Regions from separate parts of the Gasterosteus aculeatus genome. Here region 1 is linked to region 2. Evidence: chromatin contacts called from public Hi-C data. All regions are on one chromosome and are shown on one strand. The core of a region is the stretch at or near the end of the contact, and the rest is flanking DNA. Distances in the headings are between cores, read along the strand shown.

Region 1 (6,137 bases), core at 2,612-5,111, 100 kb after region 2:
GCTGCTGCCTCCGGGATTCACCATTGTCCCTGAAAACACACGCGCAACAGATGATGTCAGCGGCACATACCACAGCAGAAAGTTGCCGTTCCGCCGGGGGGGGGGGCGAAGCATCGTTTTTGCCTGGGAGCTTGTGACGGGTCAGGTCTCTGGACCACGAGGTAATAGGATCGGCTTATCGATTATCAAATTAAACTATTCCCGCACCTTTAATATGTCGCTCCACCGGCGTGATATTTGAGCGGCTCTAAAAACCCACAACGGCTGATCCCATAAACAGGTTCTGGTTCCTGTTCTGCTGCGAAGCGAGTCGCTCAGAGAGCTAATCTGCGTCTCATCGTCCCCGTGCTGCTGCTGCTCTGGTTGATGAATGCCTGCTAACTGTTAACCCCGGGGCCAAAGACAGGAACAATTACACAGCGTGGGCTTTTGTTGAGCCGCCCTGAGAAATTCTAAATGGCACACAACTCGGCCGCACAACGCCTCGCTCTGTGGCAGCGTGAAGGGTGGCGGTCACGGGCTGAGACACAAAAGGGTACTTGTGTGAATTGCCTCCTAACTGACGTGCCACGACGCTCGGCTCTCTGGCTCTGTGTTTACCAACAACCTGATGCCTGCGGGGGGGCCCCCCACCCACCCACAACCCCACCCACCCGATCGATGGACTTGCAACCAAAAAGAAGACACAGAGCTGGTCTCACTGGGAGCCACGGGACGGATCCCCCCCCCCACAGGCCTCCTGTGGTGACGCCAAAGTGTCCCGATCGAATGCAAGTGCACAATTAATGTGGCTCCTTCTCAAACGTAATCCTCCCCGATGTGGCCGCGTAGACTACAAGCCTGGATAAAGACAAATCTTTGTTGAAAGGCAGGTAGGCTAATTATAGTTGGGGAGGGGGTGGGGGAGTAAGGGGGGGGGGGGGGGGGGTGCACACAGAAAAGCATTCAGTAAGCCCATTAGTGATGGCTCTCAGGGACAAACCACAGCGAACCTCAGTGCTGATTAAATCTAAAAAGGGAGATGAATCCAAAAAGCCGACCTGAAAGTGACTCCCTGCATAAACAACACGGACCATCGTCAAGTTTCATTCAGAGAGTTTCCTTTTTTTTTCTTTTCTCCCCGCTGAGAGATGCAAGGGGACAGGAGGGGGGGAAAAGGACGGGGGGGGGGGCTTTAACTTAAATGGGCCAACTCAAGCAATTACACGGGCAGGCGGTGTGGACGCAGAGAGCGAGTGGTGGAAATAGAAAGAGCGAGAAAACATAGAAGCCATGTGCGAAGGAGCCCCAGCGGCCGCTGCAGAATGAAGTAAATGTGGCGCTGGTGGTTTTTTTTTCTTTTTCTTTTCAGGGCAAGGAGGTAAGGAGGCAAGGAGGCAAGGAGGCACGGGTGTAAGGAGATAACGCCGCAGGAATAACACAGGCTATCAGATATCACCGCTAGCATTCTGAGGAGCAACACAAGAGGCGAGGCTACTTTCGCGGTGCGAAGTAGCGCTGATAATAAAAGCCACGCTTACCTCGCTTGTCTCTTTTAAGAGTAATGGCTGTAAAGTTGATGACTTGCAGCGTAGCAGCGTAAACAGGTAGGCTGCGATAGTCCCACCCCCCCCACCCCAACAAAAAAGAAAGAATAAAATACAAAAAATAAAAAAAAGAGCTCGAGCCTGGACGTCCACGCAGATGGAGTTATCAGATAGTATTTCCACTGGTCGGCCGCCGGGCTGCTGCCGCTTTGCTGCTCTTCTTTTCGTCGGAACAAAAGGAGTCCATCGCCAGACAGTGATTACAGGTCTGCGCGTCCGAGCGGAGGAAGCCGGGAGGAGGAGGAGGAGGAGGAGGAGGAGGGGGTTGAAAATACGCGCGGGCGATACCTGCGCGCGTGCTCCGGTGTGCTGCGTTGGGGTCCCGCGAGCTGCTCGGTCGGTCTGCGTGCGTCGCTGACGGGAACCGACCAGTAAAAACACCTTTCGGCCACGTGACGAAGGCGCCGCCGCAGCCAATCGGAGCGCGGTCCATTTAACTGAGACAACAAATGCGGGCCAATGGGAGCGCGCTCGAGGTTGACTCGCGGACGCGCGGAGGAGGATGGAGCGGGGAGGCGCGAGCGGCCGGAGAGGCGCGTTGACGAGCGTGCACACTTTAAAACCCCGACGCGGGCAGCGGGGAACGCCCGCATAATAGCGCGTTTAGTTATTTGCTGCAATAAATTGCGTGATTTATGTTCTTTCGTCACACTGTAGACAAAGGGAATGAATGAACGGCCGCGATGGCTGAACGTTATCCTCATGAAGACGGATGGATCTCCGTCTCCGTCGGTGTGTCGTACAAGGGCAGACGGGGCATTTTTTCAACAAAAAAAGGAACCGCATTCATCTCACGTCTCAGTTTAATTAGTTGACATTCAATAACTACTTAGTTTACAGAGGGTGACTCCAACCTCTGGGAAATATCCAGGCCTAATAGCTGCGTAGTGGCGCCATCGTCTGTCACTGCAAGTAATTGCAGGGCCTGCTGTCGTGTCCAGACTCATTAAGCCCCGGGTCATCGGTTTCAACACCTATTAAGGCTAATCCGCCAGACCTCGATTTGGCTGAGATCCTCGGATTCATGGAGACCTCCGGTTTTGAGTTTCCACCATCACGTGAGACTTCAAAGGCAAGATGAACTGGAAGCGATTGCAACACCTCCTAATACAAATAATGTGGTGCTGACATGCCGCTGAACGTGGTGTTGAAAGAGAAAGGAGATCCTCCTCTTTCAGCTTAAAGCCGGGACTCACGTGAAAAACAAGTGACGTCTTTGAAATAAATTATGAAAAAAGGAGATGGAGAAAAGTTGCCTCCGAGAAAAGTTGTTTGGGATTCACAGGGTTGACTGATTTTACATGACAAAACCGCTCCATTATAAGATGCCCCGGGCTTCATTAGAAAGACATCAGATTTATAAAGATGATCTCTTTCTTGACTTTAATTGTTTAATTATTCCTGCAGCTCCGAAGAGATTGTGCAGCATCAAGCTGATTTCCCTTTGGCAAAGCCGACGCTACTCCACCTTGGTTTGAGCCACATTCTCCTGACATCCTCATCAAGCCTCTCACTCACCAGAACAAAAAAACACCGAAGACGGCAAAGAATATCTTTTCCACCAAGGAATGATTAATTGATATAAATGATTAAAACAGAGGGAAATTATAAAACGAATTTCAAAAGGGGGCCTCCCAGGAAAAGCTTTGTTTGTTGCAGCCCATTTTAATGAGCTTTTTTTTTTACAACAGGGTAAGAGAAATTACTGTGTGTTCTTCTTATCGAGCTCTTTTGCAAAATAATTATGGCTAGCTGAAGTGAGGAGTAGGTGGAGGGGTCAGGGAGCTGCGTGAGTTGGGGAGAGGATTTAGGCAAGGGGAGAAAATAGGGGGGGGGGGGGGGGGTCCCTTGGAAATTCATCATCTAATTTCTTCACTGAGATCTTTCAGTCCTGTGGCAGTCTCCAAGCATTATGAAGCACGCTAGATGAAAGAAGACAACACAGAGGCACACAACAATATGCGGCAACACTATTTCAATGTTTAAACGGGGACAAGAGAGCGTCGGACGTGGCTCGCCGTGTTGATACTCCCCACAGGGGTGATCTCACCCAGATGAAAAGGAGACCACGTAATGAAGCGGCTTGCCCTGTGGGAAAAAGCCAGAGAGTCACATTCAACACGGTGGTTAATTTCAGATTGGGTTCCACTCTATACACAATATATATATATATATTCTATTAACGTGGCACTGAGAGCCCGCTTTCAATCCGCGAGTTTACACACCACAGACAATCTTCTAACTAAACAACACGCAGGTCACTTTCTCTCCCACTCACCATGAGATCACATTGCATTGTTTACCACAGCAAAATGTGGCCTTTTTCCTCCTGTTTGTGAATTAGCATCCCACTTGCTTTACCGGATGTGTGAGTGTGTGTGAGTGTGTGTGTGTGCGTGCCGTCTTTTAGAGAAGGATATTCCGTTAGCTGAGCAGACTGATGAGGGAAGATTGGAGTTCAGATTATCTACAGATACAGAGGACCCCCAACATGACTGAACGGAGGATGGCAGACTTGGCACAAAGATCTCCAAATGAAATCTTCCAAATGAGTCACTGGCTATGAAAACACATTAGGAATAGTTTGACAATTTGGGAAATGACTTGCTTTCTTGCCTACGGGTGAGAGGGGAAGGTCAACATAAGTATCATGTCTGTTAGCCGATGCTAAATACGCAAACGCAACCTGCAGTCAGTTTAGCTGAGCATCAAGTGCGGGAACTCAAGGACAGAAAAAGGGATGAACAGCTCACTTGTCATCGGACTCACTGTCTGTGTTTCATCTGAAAGGTTACCCTCATAAACCGTATACAACAGGGATGTGGCCACGGTGACGTCCTGTCGGTTTGTGGACTGGGTTATTTGAAGCTGAAGCTTCTAGGCGGGGGCCATCTTGGTTAACAGGTCAAACACAAGGTAGCCCAGTTCCATCCGCTGCAGTACGCTCTGTTTTAATTTAAATGCGACCATCACTTACTAAGGGAACATCATGCTCAATTTAGCCCGACTATTTTCATCCTATTTCCAGCCTTCATGCTAAGCTAGCCGTCTGCTAGCATTAGCCTGCAGCGACTGTAGAAGATCAATCTTCTCATGTACCTCTTAGTAACTAGGCGAGAAAACAAATTCTCGAACCATCTAGACTCCTTAAAACCCTGGCAGTTTTTATATTAAAGTCCGGTGGTACATGCTGAAGAACATGTTGATGCTTCTGTGAGATACTAAGACCATATTCATTTGAATACATGGCCAATTAATACTCCACTGCGATGTGATGTGTAGTAGCGGTGTCACTTAAATAAGCATGACTAAATCAGGTCAACCAAACCCTTCAATCTGAGTTGATGGTGGTGTCGCTTTCTCTCGTGGTATCTTCTCTGTGCTCCTGCCACCTTCCCACGTGGTTCCAGCTCTACTTGGGTCATGAAACAATGAAGCAGCCACAAGTATTTTGCTCAATCCCACCCTCTCAAGATGTCTTACTTCACTTACTTGGCGGTATTGATCTTGTTCTTTTGTTGTTTTGTAATTAAACAGAGGCCAAGTGAGTTTAAGTAAATAGTAATGAAGAACTCAATTAACCACCCCTGTGTGTCACTGGCTTTCTTCAAAGCCTGTGCGGGTGATTTCACAAACTCTGGGCAGTGCAACAACTCTGGAAAGAAATATGTCAGGGCCAATACAGTGTCTGGAGATCGAGAGATAAAGTAATGCTTGAATCCAGAACAGCCTCGTTTGGGACACAAGTCACATGCACACAATACAAATGGGTCAGCATGGAGGACGTGAAGTATTATCGTCCTCAAAGGCATTTTTGTCAACTTTTTAGGGAAATATCCTTCTGATGTAAGAACACTCATATTACGCTTATTTCTGTGCATTTTAGCTGCGCTCAGGGCCTCTTTAAGCCCAACGTTAAGATAGGAAAGATGGAGCAACAGCTTGTCTAGCTGCAGAATTTAAACAGTGTATTTCAGTTGTTGTAGAAATTATGATTCTGGTGCAGGGGTCCCCAGCCACCGGTCCGCGGCCTCTAAATGAATTGGTGTTGTTTCAGGTCACTTTCCCGTCCAGTTACTCAAAGCGGTAGGTGCGGTTCGGTCCCTCTGAAGCATTGGAACGATAGTGAGAACCACAGATTTCACATCCAGTCAATCGGCGGATAACGTTGGAAAAAGGGAAAAAAATGCACAAAGCGTTTGATACCAATCTTAACAAGTAGGGGCTTTTGTTTCCCGTTGTTAACTAGTTACACTCCTGCCTGCACAGGATTTGGGCTCCACAGGCAAACTTTTCTTGTAAAGCTAGGCCTGTATAATGAACCCATCTAGTCTGTTGTGACAGTTTTATATAAATGTAATGGATTTTGTGGGTTTTTGATGGATCAGGGTGCACATTTTCAAACACAGCAGAAGCCCTTCGCAGTAATGAATGTGCACAACGGAGGCAGAAAACATCTCGGCGACGGAAAAAGAAGAAAAAAGACTTTGAGTGACGGAATTCAGAAATTAAATGACGGAGCAGCAAAAAACAGCCCTTCCTTTAAGTGCT
Region 2 (6,764 bases), core at 1,058-3,557:
CACAGGCCATCCACATGCCGGGAGGGGACACCAACCTCTTTATGTTTATGAGAGAAAGTGTTTGTTGGAACGAGGTGTAAAATGCGACGCTGCCCCGTTAACTGCTGGTAATTGCATCTTGTTCAGATAATGTTTAAAAAATGACTCTGAAAGCAGAATAATTCTCTTTTAAACTATGACTGCTGTATTCAAATGAATCTACTGAGCAGGGTTCAGCCCTTTTCAGTGGGCATATGTTTAAGTGTGTGTCTGTGTGTGTGTGTGTGTGTGTGTGTGTGAGTGAGAGACAGCGAGCAGGGATTCATAGAACTCTTTGGAGATTGCATTTTCTTAATTGCCATCATCCATCAAGCATAACATTCATAAATGGGATAGCCATTGGACATTTAAAATAATGCTCAACTATTATGATGGATCACAGTTTCAGTGCTTCTGTTCAATCTGGTTAATGCCTGAGATAATAATCTGGTTTTAATCAGTCTTATTTTATTCATTTGAAATCGGCACCACCTCCTGAGGCTCTACTTGTGGTCCACAACAATTTAAAGCACACAATGTAACAATGCATTCAATGACACATCTTCATTCTAGATCACAGAACATTGGTTTTAAAAAGAAGTTGTCTGAAATGAGTTAAGTCCGGAGCATTAATATTTACTTCTAGATAGAATATAAAATAAACAATTTATTTGATATAGCCACAAATCACAAATTACACATTTGCCTCACAGGGCTTTACAATCCGTACACTTGCGACATCCTCTGTCCGAGAACCCTCCCATCGACACAGGAAAAAGCCCCCCTCCCACAGAAAAAAACTTCCGCAGGGAGGAAACGGGAAGAAACCTTGGGGCGAACCCTCCCGAGATGGAATGAACGCAATAGATGTAATTTATCAGAATGAACAACATAAAACATGTACAATACGTTCAATGCATGTGACAGAAATTATCCAAATATTGAAAGTAGTTAGCCAAGTGTACACGGCAGGACCACTGCAGGAACAACCACTTTCCAGATGTAACCACCATGCCTGTGGAGAGGGAAAGCACAAAGACTTCACGAAGGAGGCCGAGTCAGTAATGTATGTTTATGATGACCATTACAGTGATGTGACTAATAATAATGACAGCAACACCAGGGTCAGATATAACTATTATCCATGGATCAAAAAATCACAAAAACTCTGGAGAAGATGAATTAGTGATGTGATTTAATGAGATGTCAATTCTTATAGAAGGGGAGAGAGAGAAGGAGACATGAGCTCACCGTGTCCTAGGAAGGTCCCCCAGCAGTTTATGCCTACAGCGGCTTATCTAAGGGCTGGTCCAGGCTAACCTGAGCCAGCCCGATTTCATATGCGGTATCAAAGAAGATCTTAAGCTTTGTCTTAAATGAGCTGACTGTCTGCCCCCCGGAATGAAAGTGGAAGCTGGTTCCCACAAAAGAGGAGTTTGATAACTGAAGCTCTAACTGCCATCCTACCTTTTAAGACTCTAGGAACCGCAGGTAACCCAGCATTTATGGAGCAGAGCTCTTTAATAGGGCATTATGGTAGTACTCGTCTGGCTTGATCGATAGATACAATTAAGTATCGTCTGCATACAAAGAAAGTTCATGGTGGTCATCAAGGTTTCACCATTTACAAACACAAACTTGGATCATTCTTATGAATACGACTTAAACCAGCTGAGTGCAGTTCCTTTTATTACCAGTCAAATGTTCTAGATGCAATGATTAATGGTGTCAAACGCAGCACCGAGGTTCCCAAAGAAACGGAGAAGAGTTCTTTATCGGATGCAAGTAGGCTTGTCGTAATATGCGATAAATGGCTGCTGGGCCTTTCTCGAACGCGGCACCAAGCCCAATGCTTCACCTGCTCCGTGTCCCTTGCACTCATTTTTTGTTGCTGTTATTTGTCACTAAACACATCACTTAGCCCCGCCACGTGTAAGCTGTCAGAGCTACGTCACTATGGAGCCCACACTGTCACTAATACGGCTGGTAAAAGAGATTTGGTAGAAAAGCACATATGGGTCTATAATATGTTTTGAAGGATACATTCAGGATGTGAAACTGCAAACAGTGAAAACCCATTAAATCCTACAAATCACATTGTTAAAGGAAACCACTTTCACCTGGCAGCCAGGAAAGAAGGCCTACAATTAAGAAGCAACCCTGTAAAGGAAGGTCTTTATTCACTGAGCCAATCATTAAACAGAAAAGGCAGCATGTGTAGACATTCAGTATACTTGCAATAGCTACTGTAGCATAGGAGGGCTGGTCAGTATATCTAACTATGTAGTATATCTCCTCCCCAAGTCTCCAGGTAGGTGCATCACCACTACTACTACTCAATATACAACCATGACTCGCTCTAACCCACAGGAAGAGGACGTGAAATGATGGCAGTCTGTGGAACAGGCTGCTGCTGGGATCAGTCAGCTTATGAAGACTGGGCAGGTTCTTAATAAAATGAACTGCTATATGAGGGGGTGATTGGACGATCCATGAGTGAATCAAACTTTCAGCAAAGCCAATCATGGGGTGCAAATACATATTTTCCATTGGGAAATGTCTGGATTGGAATGTAACATCTACCCGGCATATTGGACCACGATTGGCTGTAAATCATGTATGAACGCGTGCTAAACTAAAATTTAAGGTGAGCACAGAGGCATTTTCCCCTTACAAGTCTATCAAAGTATTTTTTTTTGATTATGATAACTTAAAATACATAACTCTACTTGCAATGGAGTATTGCTTTCCTACTTCAAACAATTCCTTTGAATGTGTCTACAAGCACCTGCTCGACCTAATAATAGTCATTTGATCCCTTCAACTAAACAATCTGAGATCTCCAGGTTCCATTTAATAATGTTCCGTATTTGATGTTGCTGTGGCCAACCATGTCTTTTTTTATTCATGATTAACATGTTAAATAACAAAATTCTACAATCACACACAAACTCCACTTGGTCACCAAAGCTAACACTCCTATGGACTCAAAACTGTCATCGACCTGTTTTGAGCCTTAGACAAAGACACTTCTCTTCTAAAACAAACTGCACAATGTTTTTTTGTTTTTTTTATCTCCGGATCAAAGGTCACATTATTCAGCCACCACACGTCATCCACAGGTTGAATCTCCAAAGACACGAGTGTCAGTGTCAATGAATGACAAGCAGGTGGAGCTGTGAGCAAAGTTAAGCTCTGAAACTCACATTTTGAGTGGATTTCTTTATTTCCTCCCAAAGAGAGCCATGTGTCCATGTTTTCTCTCCTCCTCCCTTCTTCTTCTTGTCGTTCCGGAGACGGTTGCTCCTCTTAGAGTTTGCTTGTTACTGTGCAGCCTTCTCCCACACAGTAAAGTCCCTGTAACATCAAGCCTGTGCCTCTCTCCACTTACTCCATCTCTGGCATAACTAGAGGCTAACGGCCTCATTTTAATTGATGTTACTTCCACATCTCCGCTTCGCCCTGTGCATTGTGACGCCGCTGCTGGTTGGTGCTGTAAGTGACATTGTGGAGGGGCGCTTCTAATCCGGAGGTGGCAAATAATCAGAATAATTTGAGTGTGGGTGGGTGGGTCAGCGTGTTTGTGTGGGCCCATGGCCTTGTATGTACGGGCTTGTCATTTTTTCAATTACCGGAGCTGTGGTTAAATGTTCATTTTCAGCAGTCAGCCCCCGAGCAAAGAAACTACTGAGCCCCATTAGGTTTTACCCACAGCCTCGCACTCATTAGTTTTCTCCGGTCAGACGAGAGTGAGGGAGACGCTGGGGCCGGCCTCTCTCTAAAGAGGTCAGGGTGGGGTCCGGTGCTCCGTCAGCCACAGCCGAGATCGTTACGGAGTTTCCAGCCAGGATCCTCCGACAGTCGGGTTGCTGTGAAGCCCGGCCTGACCTTTTGTAAAGGCAAATCAGCGCGCACTCCTTATTGACCTTATCTCCCTGTCGTCTCTCTTCCTTTCTCTCACATGTGTGTGACTGTTGTAAAAACAGCGGCCGATGAGAAGTCGACAGCGCTAAACTCGGTTATGTTTTTAAATCCGGATTCCAGGAAAACTCTTGGACACACATTTCTAATAGGAGGAGGGTTTATCTTCTCCCTTGCATCCAGAGCGGCGCTCCCAGAGCAGCACAGGCATCATTAACCAACGTCCTCTGTTTCCACTGACCTCAGGGATCCTGCCTTGATTCTGTGCTGCTTTGGCTCTGCCAGCTAAATGGAGGTTACGGGGAGATCGCATCCATTATTGAGGTATTCAATTCAAAATGTCACCCGTTTCCACTTGGCACTGTTTTCTCTTCCCTAATGTTTGCTCAGGGCATCGGTGCGGCGGGCGGGGGGGGCGAACAGTTTTTTTTTGTGTCTTGTTGTCTCGGCACCGAGAGGGCCGTTTTTTTTCTCCGCAGACATTAGCCGGGACGGATGCAAGGTGACACCGCTGTAAGTCTCTCCACTTCACCTTGCACTCCCGACACCCGGACGTCCTCTCGCACTCGCTCTGCATGGCGAGTATCCTCCCGAGCACAGGCTCCATAACAAGGTTGATTGTGACTATTCATCATCCGGGCGTCCGCTTAATTGGACCAAAAGTAGATTGCGGGGCGGCGCTCCGGTGGGCGTGGACGGAATACAGTTCAGAGGAGACGGCGGGAAAGCGCTTCAGGTGCTCACATGGAATAAACCCGCTTTGCCTCCGCGTGCAGGTTACCCATTTAGCCACTACAGACTCGCCTTTCATTACCCGGTTACCCTCCTGTCAGTGCAATTCAGTCCTATCATCCCTCAACCCGGTTGAAATTAACAGGTAATTTGTAAATGTCACTTTGGGTTAGACACCTCATTTTCTTCCCTTTTCCAACAATCCAGCACCCACAAGCTTTAATTTTTCTTGTCTTTTGAGTAAGGTTTTCATTCACAAATAGAGTTATGGTCCACTAAATAAATGAGAGTAATTGATGACGGGAGAAAAAAAGTGATTTACCGTAAGCTGTTAGAGTCAATCGATGACATACTACCCGGGATCCCTTTAGTTACCGTGCTGCATGTCTGCCGTCATTCCAAAGATGTTCATTTGAGAGGTGAAATGAGACGTGAGGAGACGGTTCAAGCGCTGGATTAAATATCTTGACGCGCTCAAGCAGCTGTCAACTCACAAACTCATTTTAAATGACAGATCATTTATAAAGTTGCGGACAAAACATGTTCTGGGCCAAATTATTTGGACTTCGTTTTCAAAGGGAAAGTCAAGTTTATTAGACAAAAGCCATAACATTTTTACAGGCAACCATAATGGGGTCAAGTCCTACCTTTGGCATCGTGTGTCCAGTAAACCTGGCTGTATTTAGAGGACTTGGCCAACCCGTTCCTGGGTGTAGACCCGTTGGATCCCGTGAGGATGCTCCCTGATGGAGACTCTTCCTCGGCTCACTTCCTGTCGGCTGGAGTTGGCAGGCAGAGAGGGTTCAGTATCGGATTTAAAGTGGGATTCACTTCATTATTACCACCTTTGAATAATAACTTCAGGTTCATTTAGTGTTTCCTCTCACTTATATAACCTTCCTTTTATTCCTTTTTTTTATTTCTTTACCCTTCGTTTTTTTTTTTTTTTTTGGACAATTTATTTTCTTGCATAATGTCTTTTTCTTCTGTGTAAATTGACCTTGGATTAAAATATATATAATGTATATTGCCTGACTTGTTTCAAAGCGGTTTGCAGTTTTAGGGTCCCAGTTTTAGGGCTACCCAGGACCAAATGGCTGTAATGGCATTCTCACATGAACTCTGATTGTCTTGATATTAACAACAAACCTTTTTGACATTTGTATTTTGATCCTCACAAATGTAAGAATGTTCTTTACTTCAAACTCCCAAATGATATGTTCTCGTAGCCGATCTCGCTACAGGAAGATACAGCATAAGCACAGTGGCACGTTTGTCGTTCTCCACAAAGAACCACTGAATTTCACGTCATTTTTTTAGGTAGAATCATATTTTCATCTCAGGAATATCCAATCGCAGTTACTATGATCTTACATTTCACCACAGAAGTAACACTGGAAAAACGACAAATTACTATCTCGACATCGTTAATGTGTTGATATTTACATAATGACTATTGGTGCCTTCGGAACATATTAAGGTTTTTAGAAATCATCATCATTATTAGAGAAAGCAGGTGCAGAGAATCCTGTTTCATTTCCCTCAGCCAGAACGCGTCTAATAAGGGAAATGCTTCCACTGTATCACATTCTTTAGGAGCAGGAAAATAAAACATTTAGGCTTCATCACAATATTACTGCAGCCAAAATCCCAGATAATATCTCTTCTCATTTGAGGATATTATATTATATTGATACATTGCCCAGCTCCAGGTGGCCAGGGCATGCGTTTTGTGAGTAGCAATAAATCAATTCAGACAAAGCATCATCGGCTTTCATACATAATGTATTAGTTATCAAGGATCCAAAATGTTTCAGCTAATTTCTCTGAGTTTGTGTGGAATACAATATAAAGTCCAAGGTTTTAGGGCATTTGATGCTTTTGTTCTACAGTTGTCTGGGAGCTGTTAAACCGGCGTTCAGGCTAATTCCCCAATCAGTCAGAGCGTCGGCTAAGTGGAATTGGAGACTGATTTCACCGTGTGATACCGTGTGCCTGCAGCCCGTAAGCCTCCGTGTGATTGATAAAAATAAGAATTGAGGAGACGCGCCGACCGGCAGAGGGGCTCTCTCATTAAAAAAGATGGTGTTCGT

What was found. A called contact is a pair of places that touch in the nucleus more often than the background predicts.
Region 1: a Hi-C map of liver shows a contact between it and region 2, with 4 times the contacts expected there. The contact joins the promoter of lmo4b here to the enhancer-like site in region 2. A contact is called at or near these places in 5 of 6 Hi-C or Micro-C datasets (liver, skeletal muscle, tail fin and 1 more).

The regions. Positions count from the first base shown.
Region 1 is chr8:5,505,296-5,511,432 of fGasAcu3.hap1.1, forward strand. lmo4b (LIM domain only 4b) reads right to left here and starts at 3,862. Exons shown (of 5, transcript XM_040184881.2): 1 at 1,521-3,862; 2 at 1-29. The coding sequence starts at 24.
Region 2 is chr8:5,402,039-5,408,802 of fGasAcu3.hap1.1, forward strand. The region is part of intron 4 of LOC144411429; the gene reads left to right. Among protein-coding and RNA genes, the nearest start is that of LOC144411429, 40 kb to the left of the region's middle. Within about 2 kb of position 2,308, at least 1 of the 9 cell types and tissues checked has open chromatin away from gene starts, as enhancers often do. A contact at or near this core is called in liver, where this site is marked.